Regions from separate parts of the Mus musculus genome. Here all the other regions are linked to region 1. Evidence: chromatin contacts called from public Hi-C and promoter capture Hi-C data. All regions are on one chromosome and are shown on one strand. The core of a region is the stretch at or near the end of the contact, and the rest is flanking DNA. Distances in the headings are between cores, read along the strand shown. Region 1 holds the start of 6330415G19Rik (RIKEN cDNA 6330415G19 gene). Region 2 holds the start of Lnpep (leucyl/cystinyl aminopeptidase). Region 3 holds the start of Wdr27 (WD repeat domain 27). Region 4 holds the start of Spaca6 (sperm acrosome associated 6).

Region 1 (2,773 bases), core at 148-2,647:
CAGTCGGAAGAACCTGAGGTCGAGTTTTGGCTTGAGGCTTGTGGGTTCCGGCCCAGTTGCGTTATCCTCGTGTCCTTTTGACTCTCCTTTATCTCATGTGTGTGTCTGATATAACATATTTGCAAGCTTTATTAAGCCACTGTAACATTAAAGAGAAAATTATTCTGCACAAGGCTCTGTCACGTGAGCTGGTACCCCGCCCTCCCATTCTGTGGTTCTCCTGGGAGTTGTAGGGATGACAACGGTTCCACTTAGACCGAATCCCTTAAATAGAGATATCCCACACACACACACCAGGTTAAATGTCAACTCAATCTGGGACATATTCTTGCTATTTAAAAATTTATATTTACACTGGACCTGTAAGGAGACGCCTCTGTTGTTGTTGAGACAGGATCTCATGTAGCCCAGTGGCTTTTAATTCCCCTGCCTCCGCCTCCTAAATACCGGCATTACAGGTGTGCCTGGACATTGTAAGAAATCTAATTTTCTTACTGTTTCATGGATTTTAAAGCTGTGGACATATAAACCGAATTTACTGCTTTAGTTATTTTCAAGTGTTCAGTTCAGTGACAATTGCATTCACCCAGATAGCCTACTGAGTTTTTTATTTTAATCAAATGTCTTTAACGTTCCCTTGGGACACCTCCCACCCACCACGTAAGCAATCCAATCTAGCATCTATTCGGTTCCTTTCCTTGGCACTAATTCGAGCTGCTCGTAGTCTGTCTTGAGATAATAACTTCACCTACTTAATACAAACATGCTGGTCTTCCTTCCGGGGTACCAGACAAGAGTTTGAAAAGCAAATTTGAGAATGGGAAATTTTAAGGTAGGTTTTTAAAAAGCAAATGCACGCAGCGACCACGAAGGGACTCGAACCCCCAATCTTCTGATCCGGAATCAGACGCCTTATCCATTAGGCCACGCGGCCCTACACTGACTCAGGCCTTAGCTCTCTCCATAAGACTTATTCAAGCGCCTACTGCGCATGCTTAAACCAAAGAAAAATCCTACCTATTGAGCCAATCTATTTAGTGACAGTCTCAAAGGAGCCTCCACAAGTTTGAACCGATATAATCAGACTCCTGAGCAGTCAGTCAGCAGAAGCCCTTCCGGATCCTAGAGGCTCGTCTTTCAGATCTCCTCCATTGGCTGGCCCTCAACTCAAGACCAGGGACAACCCACATGAACTTGCCCTATCACGTCACTGAAGTATCCACAATTGTCTTTTCCAGTCTCCAGACCCGTGCTGGCTCGCCTCTCTGGCAACTCCATGGCCCCAGCGCCATGTGGAGATTGAGACCGCCCGCATCAGGGACTCAGCGAGGCGAGAGTTATAGTTCCGGAGATGATCCTTCCCAGAACTTCTTTCTCCCTAAGCCTCTCCCAGCATATCCAGGTCAGCCTTGTGAGGTTCCGTAGTCCCAGACAGGAAGCACAGACCCGATTCAACCTCTGGTTCCCGAGAGCACAGTCGATCCCCTATCTACTACCAGGTAACTTTCCCCATTATCTCACGTATTTCAGAAAGAGCATACATTTTCCGGAGCACGCCGATCATGAACACATACATATTTATTGGCGCTATGTGAGCTCCCACGCCCAAACTGCTGCATCGATGACAGGGTGTGAAGAGGGGATGTAGGGGAAGTGGTGAGGTTGCTCGTCCTATAAACAGAGCCGGCGCCTGAGCAAGCTGCGGATCTCCAGGCAGGCTTTGCACAGCTCATCACTGTCTGGCCCCAGGACGTCCAGCTCACACACCCGCCTGTTGACCCTGTTGACACTCAGCTAGGCCCTGAGGGGCTCAGTCCATCACACCCACTGCAGTCATTGTCTGCTGGAGGGGTTTTTGCGGAGAGGTCGATACTTTCTGAAATAGTCTATGAATCCTAGGCTGGTCTCAGTCTCTGGTCCTGCCACTACCTCCCAGCTACAGGCATGCTCCTCAATGACCGACTCTTGTGTCTGTTGTTCTGTAAGCCTAAAATTTCAAGTGCTACCTAATCATCTTTGAGCCTAATACTAACCCAGCAGTTTTACATGAGCTCCTTGCTCTCAACCAAAAAGTCCCCCACCCAAAGGGAAAGGCTCCCCACCCCATATATATAATCATATAATCAGCCAGACCAGCATTGCCCACCCTGACCTCAACACAAGAAGAGGACCTCCCTATTAGCCTGCAAAACTGTACAAATGAACTGACCCTATTCTGTAACAACCCAGTGGCACCTCCCTTCCTGCACCCCCTGCTGGCTCCTTCTACTTCCCAGTATACCCCCCACCTCAGTCCCCTCCTCCCAATGGCTTCTGGTGTCCTCCTCTCCTGAACTTTATTTAGTGTATGTAATAGCTGCTGCTGAGTTTGTCTGACCAATGTGCCCTGTATTTGAGCATCTCTTGATGTGAGGGCAAGAGGGAGGGAGGGAGGGAGGGAGGGAGGGAGGGAGGGAGGGAGGGAGGGAGGGAGGGAGAGAGAGAGAGAGAGAGAGAGAGAGAGCCTTCTCCTTGCTTCTCCTTTCCCTGGGTTAAGTGGAAGGTAATGAGAACACTCCCACAGATCCAGCCCCTCTTTCTCCCCTCCTAACCCCGTTCCTCACACCTCAGTCAGCAGCTCAAGGAGATCTCTTCCAGGGTTGGCTCTGATGACCTCCACCAGTGTCTGGACAAAGTCCGAGCCCTTTTCATCCCGATAAGCCACACAGCCTAGGTGAGGGGATGGGGTCAGAGTCAACCTTGGGCTGACATCCCAACCTTCAGTGGCCTATTG
Region 2 (2,700 bases), core at 37-2,536, 5.9 Mb before region 1:
AATAGAACACATATGAGAAAGAAATTTGGAGTTAAAGCTGTCATTACTAAGCCTAATTAAACACTGCAGACAGAAAGATGGCAGGAGAATAAAGCATCCCGAATTAGGGAAAAGGAGAACATAATGAGTAGGTCACAGCTCCAGCGATGTGGTAAACAATGTTAAAGAACACAACAAAGTCCAGCCTAGGCATTAGAGTGGATAGAGTGGGTGTCCCCTCCCCCTTCCCAGTTCCTTAAGTGGCATGCGACCCCCCTCCCAACAATAATATGCTTCTCTCCCATTAATCTGACTTTCTACCTACCTGAAGTAACCAACCACACTGGAAACACATGCCAAGTAGAAAGTGGATCCTCTAATCTCATTAAGCCCTACCCTTTATTAGCAGTTTTCCTACTTTCCATCCTAAAGTGGAATCCATATATTTAAACACCATAAAATGGTGAGACATCATCTCACCTCTATATTGAGACTCAAGCACTACAAGCCCAGACAAAAGCCATGAAGTAAAGGGCCGTGGCTATTTTCTGGACACAGACTGCTTTGACTTTCACACACACACACCCATGCCACCTTATGATATAAGCCCAACAAGGGCCATTGATATTCAATGGATCTCTAACTAGAAGATCAAACATCACTAGCTGGTAAAAAGAAGTTTGGTCGACCTGCGGAGCAGCGGTAGGCAGACGGGTGGCAATGCGGGGCGGCATCTTCGCCACACCGAGCAGTACTAGCCAGCCCCCGGTAAGTTTCCTTCCCTGCAGTGCACTAAATCACGCTGCCAGCCGCGGCCCCACCCCGCCCTGTTACGGAAAGGCATGCGGACAGCTCGGTGAAGGACGGGCGGACAGCTCCAGGCTCCCCGCACGAGTAGGCTTTCGCCGGGGCCGCAGCTTCTCCTGGCCGCGGCCGCTTCCCCCAGGACCAACGCCGTTGCCAACTTTGCCGCCGCCCCCTCCACCGCGCAAGCATCCCAAACTTTGCCGACTACCTCACCTGGAGGTTCGGGGCTGGCCCCCGGGAGAGGGCTGACCTTCACGCCTGCCCCAGCCGACCCTGGCCCCTCTGCCGCCCCCCGGCCCGCCTGGGAAACCCTTGGCAGGGATGCCTGCAGCCTGACCCCCTTGCCACATCTGACCCTCTGGACCCTGAGAGCCCGGGAATCCGCGACTCGGGCTAGCCACTCACCATTGGTAAAGGACTCCATCTTCGCCCCGCCGCGGGTCCTTACCAGCCCAGCGCCCCAAGCTTCCTACTCCGAGAGCCGAAGCGGTCCTGACGACTGAGCATGCCCAGCAAAGGCCTCCGAGGGCTGCCGGGGAGGTGCGGCGAGGGGCGGCGCCGCTCCGCCGCACGGCAACAACACCTTCGTTCCGGGTTTTCGCAACTGCTGCAAAAGACCCACTGAGGCGTGGACGCTAAGCATCGCTCAACCCTAGGCCCACTCCGCCCAGGGGCGGCGGGGAGGAGCGCAGTGCTGGGGCGGGGCTTAGAGCCCCACCCCCGGAGCTCACTTCTAGCCGCCGCGCTGTCTGTGCCGCAGAGCTGTAGTACCCCGGTTCAGACAACTGGTACACCTACTACTGCATCCGGCCGTGTTTCGGGTGCGGCCACCCCAGTACTGAGCCCGGAAATGCGGCCGGTGATGCTGTCGCCAGAGGGGTTGTCGCCCTTCGCGTTCTGAAAGCAAGACAAGGCCCAGGGTGGGTCGGCCTCTACGCTGGGCTAGCCCGGGGCGGCGCTCTTCTTAACCGCCGGAGCAAGCCCTGCGGCGGTGGTCGGCCCGACTTCCCTCCTTTAGCAGAACGCCCTGCAGCAGCTGCTGCTGCAGCAAAGCCGGAGGCCAGAGGAAGGGAGGGGCCCGGGAGTCGATCGGTGCCCTTTGCTTAGGGCTGGGCTTAGAACTGCGAGCAGATCTCAAAACCCGGAGCGGGGTGTAGGAGAACGGACCGTGCGCGCAGAGGTTGTGTGCAGAGAGGCCCGCCTGCCTAGTCCTGTCCTTACTCGACACCAGCAGTTGGCTGCTCCCAGCCTTCAGGGTACACGGCCTGATTCCGCGGGGCTAGACCGGAGGGAGCCAAGTTCCCCCTTCCCCTAGTACTCGCGCCTTTGCCTCGGGCCCCATTGTTTCCGGTGCCAAATCGGGGCGGTCCCCGGCAGCCTACGAGACACGTAGAGACCGCGTTAGCTCCTGCTAGCTCCTGTTTCTCCAACTGCCGGAAGTCAACACCCCGCGAAGAGGCTCCCCCATCCCTCCCAACCGCAGCCACAGCTCCTCTTTCCTCCCCACTCACTGCTTCGTCCCCTGCGGCGACTTGGCTAGGCCTTGGCCTCACTGCGCGAGCCAACTGTCACACACTCCTCCTCCCAGGCTGTCAACCCGTGCAAACAAAATCTAAACCTGTACAAATATCCTGGGCGAAAGAGGAGAAAGGGATGATGTTCGATCGATAAGGAAATTCTACGTTCAAAGAAGTAAACCCGAAGTGCAGTGTTTTTAAGAGGTCGATTGTATTACATCCACTACGTTCCACTCCTGTTTTACAACGCCCTGTGAAAACCAACTGTACTTGGAGTAACCACTAAACTCCTTACCTAACTCTGGGACCTCATTAACATTCTCGCCCTTTAATGGCCCCGAAGCTTTCATAAGGCTCCTAGAAGTTGGCGCGATTTATTCAGCATCGTTAACCGTAC
Region 3 (2,920 bases), core at 405-2,904, 8.6 Mb before region 1:
AAAACAGCAAAATGACACTTAGGTTCTTAATAAGGTTTCAGGTTCTTTCCTAAATTATCAAATATGATGAAAGATCCTATCTTTATACTTAGGAGTTGGTTGGTTTTTTGTTGTTGTTGTTGTTGTTTGTTTGTTTGGTTTTTTTTTTTCTTGTAAGCTACGAAGTAACTGGTATCCTGCTTTTGTTGGCCTACTAATTTTGAACTTTTGGGCCATTATACTGCATGTATTACCTAATGCTCTTATTTAAATGTGTCTCCCACAAATATTCCATATTGAACTCTGTCTTCCAAGGTGATGATGGTCTTAAGGCTCAGAGGGACAATGGGAGGTAATCTCGGTCTTGAATGTGGAACCTCCTTGATGCGATTGGTGTTCTTGTAAAATGAGACAAAGAACTTCTTGCCTTTCCACCCATTTATAAACCAGGAAAAGTCTCCAGACATGAAATCTAGTCTTAAGAACTGTGTGCATGCTTTCTCCTCCAGCCAAGCAAGATGCCTAAAGGAAAGACAGCCAAGGGAAGAAGGTGACCCTGAGCATCGCCGGTGTCAAGGACCAGGAGGCCAAAAAAGTGGTCAATCCTTAGTTTGAGAAAAGGCCCACGAATTTCGCCATTTGGGAAGGACATCCAGCCCAAAAGAGATCTTACACGCTTCATCAAATGGCCCCGCTACATCATGCTGCAGCGGCAAAGAGCCATCCTCTACAAGCGGCTCAAAGTCCCTCCTGCCATTAACCAGTTCACCCAGGCCCTGGACAGGCAAACAGCTTGCCCACAAGTACAGGCCAGAGACAACGCAAAAGAAGCAAAGGCTACTGGCCCCTGCTGAGAAGAAAGCTGCTGGCAAAGGCGACGTCCCAACTAAGAGACCACCTGTCCATTGAGCAGGAGTCAATATAGTCACCACCTTGGTGGAGAACAAGAAGGCTCAGCTGGTGGTGATTGCCCATGATGTAGACCCCATTGAGCTGGTGGTTTTCCTGCTTGTCCTGCCCAGGTTGGGGCGCCTGGTCCACAGGAAGAAATGCACCACTGTTGCCTTCACATAGGTTAACCCGGAAGACAAGGGTGCTCTGGCTAAGCTGGTGGAAGCTATTAGGATCAATTGTAATCACAGATATAACGAGATCCGTCGCCACTGAGGAGGCAACGTGCTGGGCCCTAAGTCTGTGGCTCGCGTTGCCAAGCTGGAAAAAGCAAAGGCTAAAGAACTCGCCACTAAACTTGATTAAATGTACACTAAGTTTTCTAATTACTAAATTACTTCCCAAAAAAATGTGGGGGGTGGGGTGATGGCAATTGTGGGCTTGGGGGGGGGGGAGGAATCATTTCTTACTAGTAGTTCTCATGTTGAAATTTATATTTCCCTTCTGTCATGGTTTAAGACAAATCCAAAAGTGTCCCTCCCGGTGCTGCCCGCACTCAGGGGCTTGTGCTGCAGGGCTTAGGGAGGCCACTCACGCGCGGCTCTGGGGGCGCGGGAGGAGAAGGCTGGACCGGGCGCGGCTCGGCCCTCCGCCATCCGGGAGCAGGCTTCCCAGTCATCCCCTCAAGGGAGCTTGTCGCAAGCTGCAATCCCTGGCAGCCTCACCGACCGTCCAGCCCACTTTCCCCGGAACTCACCGACCACGCCAGCCGCGTCGCTATGGTTACGGGGGAAAGCTGCTCTATTCTCGCGAGAGCCTGGCGTTACCTCACTTCCGGTCCCTTAGGCCGGAGTTGGTTCCCAAAAGCCCTCGCTTCCGGAGTACCACACTTCCGGGCGCGGCCTCTTTTCCGCCAGCTGGGGCGAGTTCCAGGCTGAGCCCGGGTGCTGCGGGTGCTGCGTGGCCTGCGGGGCGTGGCGGTGAGTTCGGGGTTGGCGACCTCGCTATTCTCCAGACACCTGCGCCCCCAGGGGCCTGTCCTAAGGTCCCTCTTACCGCTTCCCTCTTCCCACCCGCCTCCTCTGCTCCTCCCTCTCTGCTGTTCCCTACTCTTTATCCCTTCTCTCCTTCCCCTTCCCCACCGTCGGTTCCCGGGACCCAGGTGCACGAATCTTGGTCTGCGTGGACGAGCACCTCGGGTCACGCCTGTCACCCGTACCTTCCCAGCACAGCGACTGCAGATGAGGGAGTCCCCGAGTTGAGTGCCCCAGCGATGGCTACTCCCTGGAGGCGCGCCCTGTTGATGATCCTGGCGTCCCAGGTGGTGACCCTGGTAAAATGTTTGGAAGACGACGACGTCCCGGAGGAGTGGCTCCTTCTGCACGTGGTCCAGGGCCAAATAGGAGCCGGGAATTACAGCTACTTGCGGTTGAACCATGAGGGTAAAATTATTCTCAGGATGCAGAGCCTGAGAGGGGATGCGGACCTGTACGTGTCGGACAGCACTCCGCACCCGAGCTTCGACGACTATGAGCTGCAGTCTGTCACTTGCGGCCAGGATGTGGTCTCTATACCGGCACACTTCCAGCGACCGGTCGGGATAGGAATTTATGGACACCCCTCTCACCATGAGAGCGACTTTGAGATGAGGGTATACTATGACAGAACTGTGGATCAGTACCCATTCGGAGAGGCTGCCTATTTCACTGACCCAACAGGAGCCAGTCAGCAGCAGGCTTACGCTCCAGAAGAGGCAGCCCAAGAGGAGGAATCAGTTCTCTGGACGATATTGATTAGCATTTTGAAACTGGTGCTTGAAATTCTCTTCTGATCCCTTGAATATGCTGGAGCACAAACCCTTATTTTCACAGAGCGATTACAGTTTGCTGCGAACCTAGCTACTTGACCTGGTGAAACTCTGGTTACTTTTTTCTAGACTAGGATGGAAAAATAAAGCCATACAGTTTTGTTACCTCAGTTTACTCCCCAAGCAGGAAAAGCAGCAAGCACAATATTTTAGAGATTAAAATTCCTATAAAAAGGAGTCTGC
Region 4 (2,822 bases), core at 287-2,786, 5.7 Mb before region 1:
ACATGGAACCTGGGAGCCCCAGAAGACCAGTTCTGTGCTCAGAGCCTCAGGGTGGGTGCAGGTCCTAGGGCTCCTCCCACCTGCCGACAACTGACTTTGGTCTAGTGGCTTCCCCTCTGGGGGCTCCTGTGTGCTGGGAGCGACCTCATTTCTGAGTTGGGAGGTGTTGAGGAGACAGGGTCCTGGTTGGTGTCATTATTCCTTGACCATAGCTATCACCCCAAAGGTTGAGAATGGTTTTGGAAAAGATAGGATTATTCCATGAGACCCATGAGGACTTCTGATACTCAGAAGGCCTTTAACTCAGGCCTGGGATATGAAACCTTTAGGGGTTACAGAAGGGGCTCAGATTGCCAAGACAAACGGGGATACATCCTTTCTGCAGTGCAGAAGTCAGGTCTCTAACCAGATTGTCTTCTCTAAGGGATGTGCCTGGTTGGACCCTGAGTCTGCCGGGGAGGGCTATGGGGTGGAGGAGAACTGTGAGGGTTAGGGACTGAGTCCCTGGGTCTGGACTGAGGAGAATTGAGTGCAAGGCGGCAGGGTCTGCTTCCCTGGATCTGTGGGAGGGAGGGCTGTGACCACTACCCCTTAGTCTAAGGGAGGAAGCTTTGGGACTGAGGGAGGAGGGCTGAGGTCTGGATCTCTGGCCTTGAAAGAGGGGGGCTGGGGCTTAGATTTTGGGGCTGGGACTGAATTCCTGGGTTCCTTGGGGAGGAGGGGGCCGGGGGCCCGGACTCCTGGGTCCTGGCACCCACCCGTAGAACCGACCTTGCGGGGCCTTCGCCGCACACAAGCTCGTGTCTGTGGGTCCGTGTCGGGGGCTCACCATCGCGGCTGGGACCTCCCCGGCCCTCCCCACCCTCCCTACTTCTGGTCTCCCATCAATCCATCTGTCAATCTGCCCACCTGCCGCGCCCCCCGGGCTGAGGTAGGAGGTTGTATAGTTGAGGAAGACACCCGAGGAGATCACTATACGGCCTCCTAGCTTTCCCCAGGCTGCGCCCTGCACTGGAAGGGGCCGGCGGGGACCCCAGGTCCACACCATTGCCCAAGAGTTCTTGATAGGAGCTGGGGTGTCTTCTCTGTTCACATTCTATCCTATCCCTTTTCTTTGCAGTCTCTATGCCATCTTGAGATTTTCGAATTTTCTGTCTCTGTCTCTTATGCCAATGTCTCTAGGGTTCTAGAAGCTTCTGTTTCTCTAGTGCTGTGAATGTATCTCTGTGACACTGGGTTTCTGAGCTTTTTGAGGCATCTCCTGGTTCCTTTCTATCTTCTGGGGCTTAGGGTATCTGTTTCTGTCTCGCTTCCCCGTTCCCACCTCTGGGGAAAAGGGTTTTTCTGGTCCACCATAGCTACACTGCCGGCCTCTGGGTCCCTGAGACCCTTTAACCTGTGAGGACGTCCAGGGTCACAGGTGAGGTTCTTGGGAGCCTGGCGCCTGGCCCAGCCACAAATTTAGGGATTTCAGGTGACCCCTGGCAACCTTCCTCTAGCTGGAGCCTGATGCTTGACCATCATTTGAAACTCAATCTCTGATCACAGGCTCCCCCTCCCCCACAATGACCTCACAAAGGTCACTATCTTCTCCTCAGACCCGGAGACCCTCTGTTATGGGTCTTATTTCCTTAGTAGGGAGCATTGTCCTGTTGTTCCTGCTGATCTTCAGGGCATCCACGTGGGCCTGTCTCTTCTGCTTCACTACCTATGAGGAACGCCTCCGTGTCTGCCAGCTGTTTGTGGGCAGAGAGGAAACCAAGATAAACCTGTGCAGAAATGAGCTTGAAGGGGCTTTTGAAGATCTCAAAGACATGAAAATCAGTGAGGAGCCCCTCCTTCCTGAACCAGGGCCCTGGGGAGGGGAAGGAGATTCCTTGAGCTACTCCAAGAAGAAAAGCCAAGTACAGGATCATGACATAGACACAGAGAAGAGAGACAGGTGGAAACAATGGAAGGAAACAGGTCCAGAGTGGGGTGGAGACAGACAAAACAGTGCCTCAGAGAGAGTCTAAAGACAGTAAGGGAAAGAGATGGAAAAGTAGAAGCATTGCTCAGAGAGAGGATATGGATTGGGAACACAGATGAGTGGGGAGATTAGAGACCTGGAGAGAGGGACAGAGAGCTAGGAATCAATCCAGAGAGATGAGAGACACACAGAGAGTAAGGTACATAGAGATAAGACAGGAACAGAGTCCCAAAGTGAGGGACATAGGTATAGATACAGAGAGTAGTTTCAGGAAGAATAGAGAGACAGTGATCTAGAGATAGGTGGGACAGAGACCAATGGGGTTGGAGTAAAGATGTAGATGAGGAAGCAGATCCAGGGTACCAGGTAACAGGCCTAGAGAGAGAGAGATTAGATGGATGGAGAGATACCAAGATTGAAGGTTTAGGTTAGGGTTAGGGAAACACACACACACACACACACACACACACACACACACACAGAGAGAGAGAGAGAGAGAGAGAGAGAGAGCTCTAGGTGGGGCACATAGAACAATAGACTGGGGCTATAGAATCTGGGATGATCACAGGGCTTGGAGATATTCAGCCATGAGTGGGACATAGAGAACACCATGGAACCAGGTTTGTGCCATGGTGTCTCATCTACCTTCAGACTATGATGAGAGGAGCTACCTGCATGATGAATTTACACAGATGACAGTTTCTCTTCAGGAGAAGGCTGCTAGACGACGGGGTGAGTGTTTTATGGGCATAAGTGGTGGGGAAAGTCATCTTGAGGAAGTGACCCTGGGAACCTGTCTGAGTTAGGTTATTTGTTGAGGAAACTCCAGAGATGAGGGGAGTCAAAGATGGCA

The links. Promoter capture Hi-C pulls out the DNA fragments that hold promoters and counts their contacts. A called contact is a pair of places that touch in the nucleus more often than the background predicts.
Region 2: a contact with region 1 is called in a Hi-C map of B cells, with 6 read pairs. The contact joins the promoter of Lnpep here to the promoter of 6330415G19Rik in region 1. A contact is called at or near these places in 2 of 39 promoter capture datasets (cranial neural crest and pre-B cells) and 1 of 484 Hi-C or Micro-C datasets (B cells).
Region 3: a promoter capture Hi-C map of cranial neural crest shows a contact between it and region 1. The contact joins the promoter of Wdr27 here to the promoter of 6330415G19Rik in region 1. A contact is called at or near these places in 3 of 39 promoter capture datasets (cranial neural crest, maxillary cranial neural crest and pre-B cells).
Region 4: a Hi-C map of rod photoreceptor shows a contact between it and region 1, with 6 times the contacts expected there. The contact joins the promoter of Spaca6 here to the promoter of 6330415G19Rik in region 1. A contact is called at or near these places in 4 of 39 promoter capture datasets (cranial neural crest, frontonasal cranial neural crest, maxillary cranial neural crest and 1 more) and 1 of 484 Hi-C or Micro-C datasets (rod photoreceptor).

The regions. Positions count from the first base shown.
Region 1 is chr17:23,549,402-23,552,174 of GRCm38.p6, forward strand. It overlaps 6330415G19Rik (RIKEN cDNA 6330415G19 gene), which reads left to right and starts at 1,398. Exons shown (of 2, transcript NR_126484.1): 1 at 1,398-1,499. It overlaps n-TRccg2 (a tRNA gene), which reads right to left and starts at 934; the gene lies at 862-934. It also overlaps the pseudogene Casp16.
Region 2 is chr17:17,623,203-17,625,902 of GRCm38.p6, forward strand. It overlaps Lnpep (leucyl/cystinyl aminopeptidase), which reads right to left and starts at 1,287. Exons shown (of 18, transcript NM_172827.3): 1 at 1,192-1,287. The coding sequence starts at 1,210.
Region 3 is chr17:14,941,470-14,944,389 of GRCm38.p6, forward strand. Wdr27 (WD repeat domain 27) reads right to left here and starts at 1,655. Exons shown (of 25, transcript NM_175173.3): 1 at 1,628-1,655. It overlaps 1600012H06Rik (RIKEN cDNA 1600012H06 gene), which reads left to right and starts at 1,715. Exons shown (of 2, transcript NM_026451.2): 1 at 1,715-1,850; 2 at 2,098-2,920. The coding sequence starts at 2,144. The coding sequence ends at 2,701.
Region 4 is chr17:17,829,439-17,832,260 of GRCm38.p6, forward strand. Spaca6 (sperm acrosome associated 6) reads left to right here and starts at 1,537. Exons shown (of 9, transcript NM_001162909.1): 1 at 1,537-1,824; 2 at 2,621-2,701. The coding sequence starts at 1,566. It overlaps Mir99b (microRNA 99b), which reads left to right and starts at 750; the gene lies at 750-819. Mirlet7e (microRNA let7e) reads left to right here and starts at 914; the gene lies at 914-1,006. It overlaps Mir125a (microRNA 125a), which reads left to right and starts at 1,374; the gene lies at 1,374-1,441.